Regions from separate parts of the Zea mays genome. Here region 1 is linked to region 2. The links are chromatin contacts, called in public Hi-C maps. All regions are on one chromosome and are shown on one strand. The core of a region is the stretch at or near the end of the contact, and the rest is flanking DNA. Distances in the headings are between cores, read along the strand shown.

The links. Hi-C and Micro-C count contacts between places; a contact is called where the count stands out from the background.
Region 1: a contact with region 2 is called in a Hi-C map of bundle sheath, with 5 times the contacts expected there. The contact joins the promoter of LOC103632658 here to the promoter of LOC103632655 in region 2. A contact is called at or near these places in 2 of 25 Hi-C or Micro-C datasets (bundle sheath and endosperm).

Annotation. Positions count from the first base shown.
Region 1 is chr7:105,172,313-105,178,233 of Zm-B73-REFERENCE-NAM-5.0, forward strand. LOC103632658 (translation initiation factor IF-2) reads left to right here and starts at 3,638. Exons shown (of 1, transcript XM_008654414.4): 1 at 3,638-5,921. The coding sequence starts at 5,067.
Region 2 is chr7:104,978,490-104,984,221 of Zm-B73-REFERENCE-NAM-5.0, forward strand. LOC103632655 (probable trehalose-phosphate phosphatase 7) reads right to left here and starts at 1,270. Exons shown (of 4, transcript XM_020541312.3): 1 at 701-1,270; 2 at 527-628; 3 at 129-402; 4 at 1-38. The coding sequence starts at 1,144.

The sequences.
Region 1 (5,921 bases), core at 2,388-4,887, 200 kb after region 2:
ACTGTTTGTTAACAGACTGGACAGGTGTGCCGTCTGCTGGATGACCAAGACGCCGTCTGCCAGCAGATTGGACAGCACACATTAAATGCTGAGAGGGCACGTCGCCCGTCAGTGTGGTGGAAGGCGGCACGTCCTCTCCGCAATAAATGCAAGGGCTGCGCGGCTCTATGAGCCTTACGTCAGGCTCGGCCCGTTGGCTTATGTCACGGGCCACAAGCCACGCGACAGCAGCGGGTCTCCGCCTGAGCGGGGAGCGTAGGGCAAGGCTTGGACATGTGTCAGCACCATACCCTTACTCATGTCGGGGTCCTCCCCGTCCCGGGACCTTGCCAAGGCCCGGACCTTACTCAGAGGGACCTGGGGCCCACCCGAGGGACCCGACATGCCTTCTTTGGGAGCTCCGGACTTGTACGTACATGGGTCCAGTGTCTCTCTGTGGAGGTCCGGAACCAACGATGCATCCTGGGATGTATTATCTTTCCTTGCCACGTGGTGCCTTTAAACCTGCCCATGTGGTGGGGTCGGGTGCTGTTCTCTGTGTGGCCTGGAGGTGTCGTACGGGTGCAGCGTCTTCATACTGTAGAAGAGGGTACCCCTGATTCAGGGTACTGACAACATGCCTTGCCCATATTTCACCCTACTAAAGTTTCTTCCGAACTTGATAACGCCAACTTTACATATACTCACAAAAGCGATTACATGACAACGATTTCATGAAAATATCAGCGATCTGCCCATTATCGCGGGCATGTTCAATGTCCATCTTTCTATCTCTTATACACACTCGAATAAAATAAAATCTCATAGTTATATGTTCGCTTCGGTCATGAAAATAGGATTCTTGCTGATGCTATAGTCGATTAGTTGTATATCTTTAAATAGAAGGTTGTGTGTTGCTCGATCTTTAGCGATGCAAGCAATTGTTGCAACCATGCACCTTGATATGTTGTTGTCGTCCCTGTGAGTCATAGGGAAGGAACCGAGGAAGAACATCATATCGGTGATGCTCTTCCTTATATCAATGTCATCACCTATGTCAGCATCGCTATACCTGAGCACCTTCTGCTCGTTCTCGTCGTGTTTGTAGTAGTAGTCATAGTCAACTTTGTCCGCGATGTAGCATAGGATCTACTTTGCCTATGTTGTGGTGCTCGGTGGTGAGGTTCTCCACAAATAGATTGACATAGCCAACAGTGAAGGCGATGTCCAGCCAAGTACACACCAAATACTGGAGACAATCGATAAAGACCCAATACTCATTGGCATCCACCAATTTTGATGTACTAGACTTTGACAACTTCAGACGGGGCTCCATTGGAGTATAACAGAAGTTGTAATTTTTATACCCACACGCTCCAGGATCTTACGTGTGTACGTAGCATGAAACAACTTCACCCCCTGATGCACCTCAGTGTCAAGATAAAATTAGAGAAGGCTCAGATCATTCATCTTGAACCTAACGTTCATCTTTCATTTGAACTATATGATCTTGCTGGCATTGTTCCTGATGATGATGAGACCATCGACGTAGACCCTCATTAGAAACCGAGAAGCGCCCTTGCTATGAGGATAGACAACACAACCAAATATATTATGATTGAATCAAAGCGCCACCAACGTCTCGTTGAGCTTGGTATGCCATGCATGTGATACCTGACAAATATCGTGAAATGCCTTATCTAGACGCAACACCTTGTCCTCGTGGTTGATGATGACGAAGTCAAGAGGATGCTAAATGTAGACCTCCTTGACTAGCTCATCATTGAGAAACATGGACTTGACATCCATGTGGTCCATAGACCACCCCTTCTAGGCAGCGAGTGCCAGCAGAAACCACACTGACTCAATGGATGTTATAGGTGCAAAGACCTCGTCAAAGTCCACGCCTGATTGCTAGACATGGCCCTTCAAGATAAGCCATGCCTTGTGCTTAATCACCTTGCCGACACCGTTCTTCTTCTCCTTTTTCCTTTGCACTTGTTGATGGATGATTTCCATGTCCCTGATCTCTTGGTCCAACTCCTCCTCCTGGAGTGTTGGACTGGTGGCCTTTCTCTTCTGGCTTCGAGCCTCTCGGAGAGAGAGAGTCTCCTGGTTTGTGTCCAGTGGCTGCAGTGTAGCAGCCCCTGGCACTGTTGTCTTCTTCGGCGGCATGACGAAGGTCAGTGCTTTGTCGAAGGCTGTGGAAGTGAGTACACCGGAGGTGGGCGCCAATGTTGGGGACTTGTTCTCAAATGCTATGAATTAAGAACAAGGCAACACAAAAATAGGTTAATGGTTAATGTCATTCGTCCTTCGAAGCATTATTTCCCCAAGGATATAATGATCTTCGGACGAAGGTTATGAAGGATATACCTTCATCATCACATCATATATATATTAATGAAATACGAAACATATGAAACATGAGAAATAACATGAATAATCATACAACATTGCTAATGTATCTTTATTATATCACTATGGATGAATGAGAACAATATTGAATTACATTTATACCTTCGGCTTGACGGAAGGTAAAAAGTCCAAGCGTGACGCACAAGCGAATACAAGTCAGCGTGAACAGTACGAGGTACTGTTCATCTATTTATAGGCACATGGCACAGCCTGTGTAAATTTACATTCATGTCCTTCATATTTACTATTGACTTATGGACAACCCAATGGGGAATAGATAACCTTTTCCTCTTTACGTCGCTTCCTTTTTCTACCATTACGCCGAAGCTCCCTTGCGTGTAGCTTCGGAGCAACATCAATCTTTGTCTCGACCACGCTTTTCACATCGTATAGATCAGGGGGTGTTTGAGAGTAGGTATGGGATGACTTAGTGTTTTGTAAAGATCAGGGGGAGTTTTTTTCCTTTTGATCGGAAGAACTTGTATGTACATCATGTTGTACTCTTTTCTTTGTATGAGTATTAACCTATTTAGGTTTCTCATTCAAAGTTTTTAACGAGGCAACATCAACACAAGGCCTATGTCATATCATCTATTTTTCCCGTAGAGGTTTTCGAGGATGATACATTATGACATAGCTATTGTTGCATTTGAACTAGGTTATGGGCTTATCTCCCTAGAGTTCAAACGGATCAACAATAGAGTATGACTACTCTCCTTATTTTTCCCGTTGGGTTTTAAGGAGACTCAGCTGATATGTTGATTTCTCAGATTTTCTGACTAGATTATCTTGGAAAAATATTAGTGTGAGTTATATGTCTCATCATTTATTTTCCCCACTGGGGTTTTTGAGATGATGACTATAGACATATTATTGTTCTTTGGACTAGAGGTCTATGGGAGAACAATGGCATACCATGGTCCAATTGAACCATCGACAATTATCTATAAGGATAATTGAGCTTGTGTTGTTCAGATGAAAACATGTTATATCATGAGCAACATTAATAAGCATATTGCTCATAAATTGTATTATTCATCTTGCAAACAAAGTCTTGTGATAATCTTGCTGATCTATTCACAAAATCTCTACCATACTCAACGTTTTCAGAAATGTGTTGAGGTGATTGGTATGCGAAGACTTAAGTGCTTACAAGGATCAGGGGGGAGTAATTCTCCATGATATTTGACCTGTTTTGTACCATCATATTACACTCTTTTCTTTGTATGAGTTTTGCCTTGTTATGGTTTTCTCATCCAAAGTTTTTAACGAGATAATATCAATTAAGCTATATGCTTCATCATTGATTTTTTCCAGGGGGTTTTATACATGATGATTACAAGCATATTTTCTTTTGGAGTTCAATATGAGTTTTACTCATAATCCAAAAGATATTGTATACTCCTTATTTTTCTCACAGGGTTTTTGAGGAGATGATATATTGAAAGACAGATTGCAGATTATCAAATGGACTTGGATTGATTAGGGGGAGTGTTACAAAACATGTTACCATGATGTGATCAACCCTTGTCAATTCTCTCCCAAGGGACACACCCTTTGGGAGACATTGTTTTGTACTTATATATAAACAGTGTACTCTCTGCAATAAAGACAACAATAACTTCATTCTGTCATTCTCTCTGGTCTTTTTCGTTATTCTCTAACAAAAAGAACAGCCGGAATCTCATCGAAGGGAGATTCCAGAAGTAGGATTCCAGCCTGAACTTTTCTCGAGCCAATGTTTGCCTAGCAGCACAGATACGTTGTTTCGCATCATCAGTGTCTAGTCGACGAAGGCCCCGGGGACGAACTGGCGACGGCGCAGACCAGACGGAACAAGTCTGTCTGTGGATCGCTGCCGTCGGGCCCGTCGTCAGCTGCCGCGCACGAAGCCTCTCATTCTTCTCCCCCCTTTGGAACAAAGGGTTGGTAAAAGAATTATATATTGGATTTGATTCATCCAGGCGTTTTTCCTAGGATTTAGACATTGTAAGACCCTGCAAAAATTCTACGAAATACCTCAATCCATAGTCATGTTGAAGTGAACTTAAAAGGGGTCCAACCTATGTTTTTCTTTCTTTGTGTCTATTTCTCTCCATAAATTCCTATGAAAAACCTATGCGTCTATTTCTCTCCTTAAATTCCTATGTTTTTCATGTGTTGCATCTAAATCCATATAGGATTGTCTCATGCGTTCGAAAGCAGACCTTATTATGGGCTGGGCGCTGTTCTCCAAACCAGGAGCCCTGGACACCACGCACGCATTCCCGGCCCACCGAGCCTGGTCGCACTCGCGCACAGCAACAAAGCAGACGCAACCAACGATAGCTTCCTCCGGCCCGGCCCGGTCCTCCCCAGCCGTCAGTCAGTCGCCGCCCCTTTGCGGGAACGTGCTCGGAAGCAGCAGCAGCCGTCTCCTCCCCTCCCCTCGGCACCTCAATCTTTTCTTCCCTCATCGATCTCTACTCCCCTCCCCTTTTTATACCGCGTCGTCGGTCCGAGGCAAAGCTTTTCCTCTTTCTGCGTCTGCCACTCGTCCCTCCTGGATCAGTGAGTCCCGGAGTGGAAGATCCGGCCTTTTTAGCTGCTTGTAGTGGTAGTTGGTTGTTTCTGGGGAGTTGCACCACCGGGAAGCGGGGCAGGAGAGGAGGGTTGGTGGGATTGCGGTGATGGACTCCGGCAACAGCGGGAGCCTCCAGTCGTCTAGCGGCGGCGGCGACGACGAGTACGACTCGCGGGCCGGCGGCGGTGGAGGGGGCGTCGACTCCTCCGCGCTCGCCGCACTGCTCCGACCATCGCCGTCGCCCTCGGCCGCCGCGTTCTCGCTCCACGGCTCCTACTTCGGCCTGCAAGAGCTGACGTCGTCGGCGCCGCCGCCTCCGCAGCAGCAGCAGCAGGCGGGTACCTGGTCATTAGGGGCGTTCGCTGGCGCCTCGGGGCTGCCCTCCTCCTCGTCCCCGCGCGTCGCGCAAGCCGACTCGGGCACGGGCGGGCGGCAGCAGGCTGCTGACACCACGACACTGGGCGGCGCGCCCGCGCCGGCGCAGCCACCGAGGGGGACGCGGAAGCGAGCGCGCGCGTCGCGGCGGGCGCCCACGACGGTGCTGACGACCGACACTTCCAACTTCCGCGCCATGGTGCAGGAGTTCACGGGCATCCCGTCGCCGCCCTTCGCCGCGGGCGTCGGGGTCGGGGGCCCCGCCGCGTCGCTCCGCACCCGCTTCGACCATATCTTCCCCCCGCCGTCCTCCTCCCTGCCGCCGTACCTCCTGCGCCCCTTCCCGCAGAAGCTCCCTGCTGCGCCCTCCAGTTTCCCGCCCTTCACGACGACGACGACGACGGCGTCGTGCTCGTCCACGCCCGTCGGCGTCGCCAATGCCAATGCCGCGACGGGCACGTCCGCCACCGCAGCAGCACCCTCCAACCCTGCCGCGCCGGCAGCGGCAGCGGCAGCCGGAGCGGGCGACACCTTCCATCATCTGACGTCCTCGGCGCTTCTCCGGCTACAGGACCCCAGCGGCGGC
Region 2 (5,732 bases), core at 20-2,519:
AGCACGCCCCTCACCGACTCTGACAGCTCGCCCCACATCTGAACCAGCCAATACATGATATGATGAGGCTGAGGCTGGAAACGGCAAGAGGAAAACGACGACGGCCGTTTATTATTGGCGAACCACACCTTTTCGTCGACGCGTCTGAAGTGGACGGAGACGCAGAACCTGTTGTTCTCCACCTTGGCCCCCGGTATGCAGCGCGTCGTCTGTACCAGGCGCTCGTGCACCTCCTCTATCATGGGCAGGAACTCGCTGGCCGGCTGGAACACTACTCCTTTTGCCTTTGCGGCGTGCCGAGAAGAAGAGGAGGCCTTGGCGGCCGCCGGACCCTTGATGTCCATGCCGTGGCTGCCGGCGTAGTAGAGCTCTGCCAGCTTCACGAACTCGAACACCTGCATGCTTCGGGAAAAAGCTCGCTTAGTTAGTCGCCGCCGCCGCCGCGCCGGCGATAGATGGTGAGCCGGTGCGTCACCGATGAGATGTACGTTTCCTCTAGATTTGGTGGGTGCTGGGTAGTGGGTACCTTGTCGCGGCACCGGCCGCTCACGATCGCCGTCGGGAAATGCTTGGCGACGCTACGCACGGCCATCCGCATCTGCTTCTCGCCAGCCAAACCAACAAAAGCCTGTGAGCTGATGAGAATCAACCGAATAAAAGGTAGTGGTGGCACAGTACGCAACTAACGCAGTTCGCTCACCGTCTCGCTCATGAAGGCGGCGTCGGGGTCGTCCACGATGGGCGACAGCGTGCCGTCGTAGTCCAGGAACATGACGATCCGCTTGCCCTCGGCCGCCGCCACGATCCGCTCGAACCTGCCCAGCGCCGACGGGTGCCGCGCCATCCAGCTGGCGGCGCGCTCCTCGTCGACGTCGACATCGACGCCGCCGCCGGCGGCGAGCGCGGCCGCGGCCCTGGCGTGCGTGGGCGACGACGCCCGCATGGACTCCACGCCCCAGGCGCCGGCGCCGCCCAGCAGGCCCGCCCCCGCGCCGAGCTCCACCTGCAGGCACTTGCGCCGCACGGCGGCCGCGACCCCGGCGCCACGCGGCGGCGGGTACGCGAGCAGCGTCCCCGGGCAGGTGCACGACGCCTGCGCCGCTGGTACGCCAACCTCCGGCACCGCCACGCTGGGCTTCGCCATCAGTAGCAAGAGAGCTTCCGATATCTGTGGACTGGTCCGATGATTACCAGCAACCAGCAACGCGATCAGTTTGCAGAGGCTGCAGATTGCAAAGAAATGATTGGTGCGACTGTGTGAGAAGGCGGGAGGAGGGTAGCTCGCATTTATAGTAGCGGCTGGCGGCTGCGGGGGAAGGGATACGACAGGGTGACGCGGATCCGGCGTGGGCCACTGCGGGCGCCCTTGGCCGCGTCCCGCGCCCGCGGCCCAGCTCGGCACCAGGTGCCCCCGCGCGTGCACGTGCCGGGCCCGCCGCGGCGCACACGTGTGGGCCTCATACTCTGATACTCGTGAGTCGTGACAACCTTTGGCGTTTCCTGTTAAGTAACCCTAGTTAGGGTTATATGGGCAAATACCGACTCTGCCCCTGAGGGGTCTCACGTCTATATATAAAGGAACATGTACCCCTCATAAGAGATGAGAAAGAGGCCAGAGGCCCAACCCTATATCCAGTGTCTCGTGTGTTTCCTCTGTCGTGCTTATGGGAAGGGAGACGGGTTCTCTACATCTTCTTGCGCCTCTACTGCTGACGGGAGGGAAGGGAGCGGATCTGGTGATCCGTGGTAACGTAGTTCTCAACACGTTATCAGCACGCTCTACCTCAACGTTGCTGCGAGATCGGATCTGCATCACCTCTTCGTCAAGTCGGCAGGTCTCTGGCCTAGCCGAACTGTCCTACGCGACAGGCTTCGATTTCACCTCTACGCAATCACGCGTTGGTTGGATCTACTGTTCTTGATTTGATTATTATCGAGGAGATGAGCACTCATGCATCTGCGCGAGGAAGAAACAACTCGGCAACGCATAGATGCGGATGCGAATAAATCACGAATGCGCGCAGTGCTCAATCACACGGTATTCCTCTCTGCGTCTGTTGAGCCAAAGACTGCGCGACGTGCGCGAGTTTTGCGGCAGTTAGTTTTGCTGTTTTTTTACTGCCCATTAAAAATAGTAGTTGGTGATGGTGGCTCTGACGGCTTTTTCGTGATGTGACGAGCTACCTTAATGGACGAGCACTAGGCCACCAGCCGTGGCAGTCTAATAACAAAAAAAAGGCCGGTCAAAGGTATGCATGCGACACTCCTATACATGGGGAAGTCACGGTTAAGCAACCTCTTCCTCTCTGTACAACTGTTTAAGTGGTTTAAACCGTTGGATGATTAGACACGATGCAATATTTATATACATAAGTTCTTATTGAATTTATATAAATTTATATGCATGCTCCATATAATTTGTTCTATATTTCCAGTTGCAAATAACAAAAAGACTAAACATGTTACAGTTTCTAGCGTAATTAATTATTTCTGGCAGTAAATAATTAGTACAAAATGCACGTTTAATAATGGAAAATGCCTTTTGCACATATGTGGTGATGCCCATGCATTAATTTTGGTTTTTTCTGTATTAATAATTATTTCTGGCAGCAAATAATTAACAAAGAATTATTAAGAATGCATGTGAAGGCTATAATGTGCATACTCAAATCGCTCTAAATATTTGTTATGTGTTGAGCCTTCGGACTCACGTCGAGCGATTAAATTGTATAATGGGTACTCAGACACGCCGATCAGGCTGCGTTGGTAATCGGCTGAGTTATGACATTAGCTGAATATTGACTGCACCCTGGCAACACGACGCAATATTTGTGTCGTTCGAACTTGGTTGCGTCATGTGATTGCTATGTCGCGCTCTCCATTAATCGGATCGCTCCCGTTGAGTCAGACCGCCATCGCTGAGTCGCGTATTTTTTGCATGCCCTGTAGGCACTGTCTGTCTTTCGCGAGCCACAATTGCGCCTGTTGCGCACGTTGCGTGGATTTATCGTGTACCCCAATTACCGAGCCATAATTGTGCCTATTGCGCTTATTACGAAGGCTTGCTATACTGTCGTAGCCCTGATGGCCGCACACGCGTTGACGCCAGATACGCTAGAGCTTGTACTCGCATGGATTGTGGTGGGTTGTTCAAGGTCCTGAAGTCACATTATGTGCAACCTTCGTAAACAATTTTGTTTTCACTTTATATTTTGTTTGATTGTGTTGTGTGCCATCGTATATTTATATATATCGCCAAGTGGCCATAACAACTATATTAAATCTGGGAAATTAAATCGAAATACAATGAAACACAGATAAGTTAAATCTATGCTCTCTCCTCGTGCATAAAGTTTTACCCGAAGTAACCTGAAGAAATTTAATATTAATGCATGAAAGCCTTTTTGGCACAGAAAACATCACAAATTGAGATTTTATTAGTAAGCAATAAGACCTTGTCAGATGAATAAATGTTAGAATCTCAGTCATACATTGCTCAACCAGATGTTGGCACATTGCTATTTGTCGCTGAACGGCATGAAGCGAACTTTGAGATAAATGGCTAGTACCTTAGCAACACGAAGTTGCGAGTACATCGAAAGGTAATTCTGAGAATTTTTTTCACAACGTTGGTGTGAAAAAAAACATTGTGTGTTCTCGTCGAACCACTTTACTCGGCCTATCTAGGACCTCTATGCTTGTGTTGCATACATCTCTCAGAATTTAAATACTTATAGCCGCTGAATTGACTTGGGATAGTGCTTTGACTGGTATGGTATATACTATAAACCAAATGGTAAAGGTCGATTCTGAATAGACATATACACGGGGTTTATGTAGTCGAACTACACTAAATTCCACCCATTGGCATGCTTACCATTATCTACCTCAGATCTACCAGAAGTGAGAAGAGTAGACAAATAACTATGAAATCCCACATCACCACAGAGCTTGAAGTGAAATTGGGCATTAATATGTCCTTGGTCCTTGGCACCAGAAGAGCCATAAGTCTTGACCACGAGATTGTAAGTGATGATAATTTGTGATAGAAATATGAAGATCTTGTAGAGTCCTGTTGTATCCTCTCTACTCCTCATGATTTCTTCGTATGAGAGCAGTAATATCTGTTGTTGAAGATAGATCCTAGACGGATACCAGTATTGTTTCGTTCTTGCCAAGCAGTTATCATCATTTGCTTCATCAAAAGCTAGTTATATGGTGATATTTCCCAGATAAAATGAATTCTTGGCCTTGTCTGTTCTATTCCAAAGCTTCTCTTTTTGCTGAACAATGAAGAGATCGAAATAATGCTATATAGAACAATTTGGTATATAATATGAGGAGAAATGTTTGCCCTGCTGGCAACACCACAAATAATTAACTATTGTTATAAGTTCTCTCTCAAAATTATTATACCTAGAAATGTTGCATAAATCGATACCCAATTTCAGAGTAGTATGAGTAATTGGGTAAACCATGGGCAGTGATAAAAATGAGCTGGACTATACATCTCTGCATATAAAAATCTTTGCTTGGCAGCATTGGCCTGATGCCGTGCACTTCACTACCAATATAAACACACACATTTTTCCTATGTGCTTAAAAGCACAATACAACCAGTGAATGTCTTTGTGAGCGTTAGACCCTGATGGTCATTTTACTTGTTGATCTGAAGTCAACTAATGGCTCCAAACGACGAATGGTATGCATGAGCCCCTGAAGGACCCTTATGGATAAAATAGTGTTGCGCATATCAGTCTAAATCTTAATGATTGACTGTGCATTTGGTAACAATAACAATAAGTTGGCAGAATTGTAACCACGAAGCCACTTGTTGTTGCGTGTTTCGCTGGACGTTGAGACTAACCCTTCATTTTGAAGGACAAATATGTAGTATTCATGCCACTACATAAATCTAAGTCCAAATCTCACTGCATAAAACCCCTATCTGTAATGTGCGTAAGATTTCCTAAATAAATCACCACAATAGCATACATTGCCCACAACTGGATGATTGTGGTTGGGGATTTTATCTGTATGATTTTAGAACATCTCGGCATTAGGGGGAGGAATGCCCATATAATGTAATGCCTCAATATTCTATTAAACGCACAAAATCCAAACTGAACCTGTCGTTCAGTGTCTACTCCTGTGTATATGGAGTTTGCCAGAAATCGTTGAGGAGTAACCATATTAGTCTGAATGCTTCTACCTGATGTAGATGTGGATGTACCCGGGATTAATATCATATCCACATTTGACTTATTGACATTTGATCTATTCTCGGGGACGCCTGCGAATATGATTCATCGGCCTTAGTCAAAGCATATGTTCTGATTGCAGATTCACGTGGTCTATAATAACTCTCCTCCGATGAAATCGCCCTGCTGGTGATTTGCCTCACAAAGAGGTTCATCTTGATGATGAAGTTCCTAGCAATGCGCGCAATATCATTGTGCTGGGAATACGGAACAATGAATCTTTTGTTTTGGGAAATGACAAAGATCATTATTAAATGTGGGAGACAAATGTGTCGACACCTATCTTGCCTCTCTAGATTGCAAATGGATCCAAAACAAAGTCCTAGGCATGAGTGCTTTAAGCTCTCTTATCGGGTCATTGATAAATGCAATCGAGGCTGAACCAATAATCGCAAAATGAAAGTCGTGAGCTTGAAGTTCGGACATTTATGGGCACTATTGAAATAATGTGTGGTGAATGTGATGGTTCAA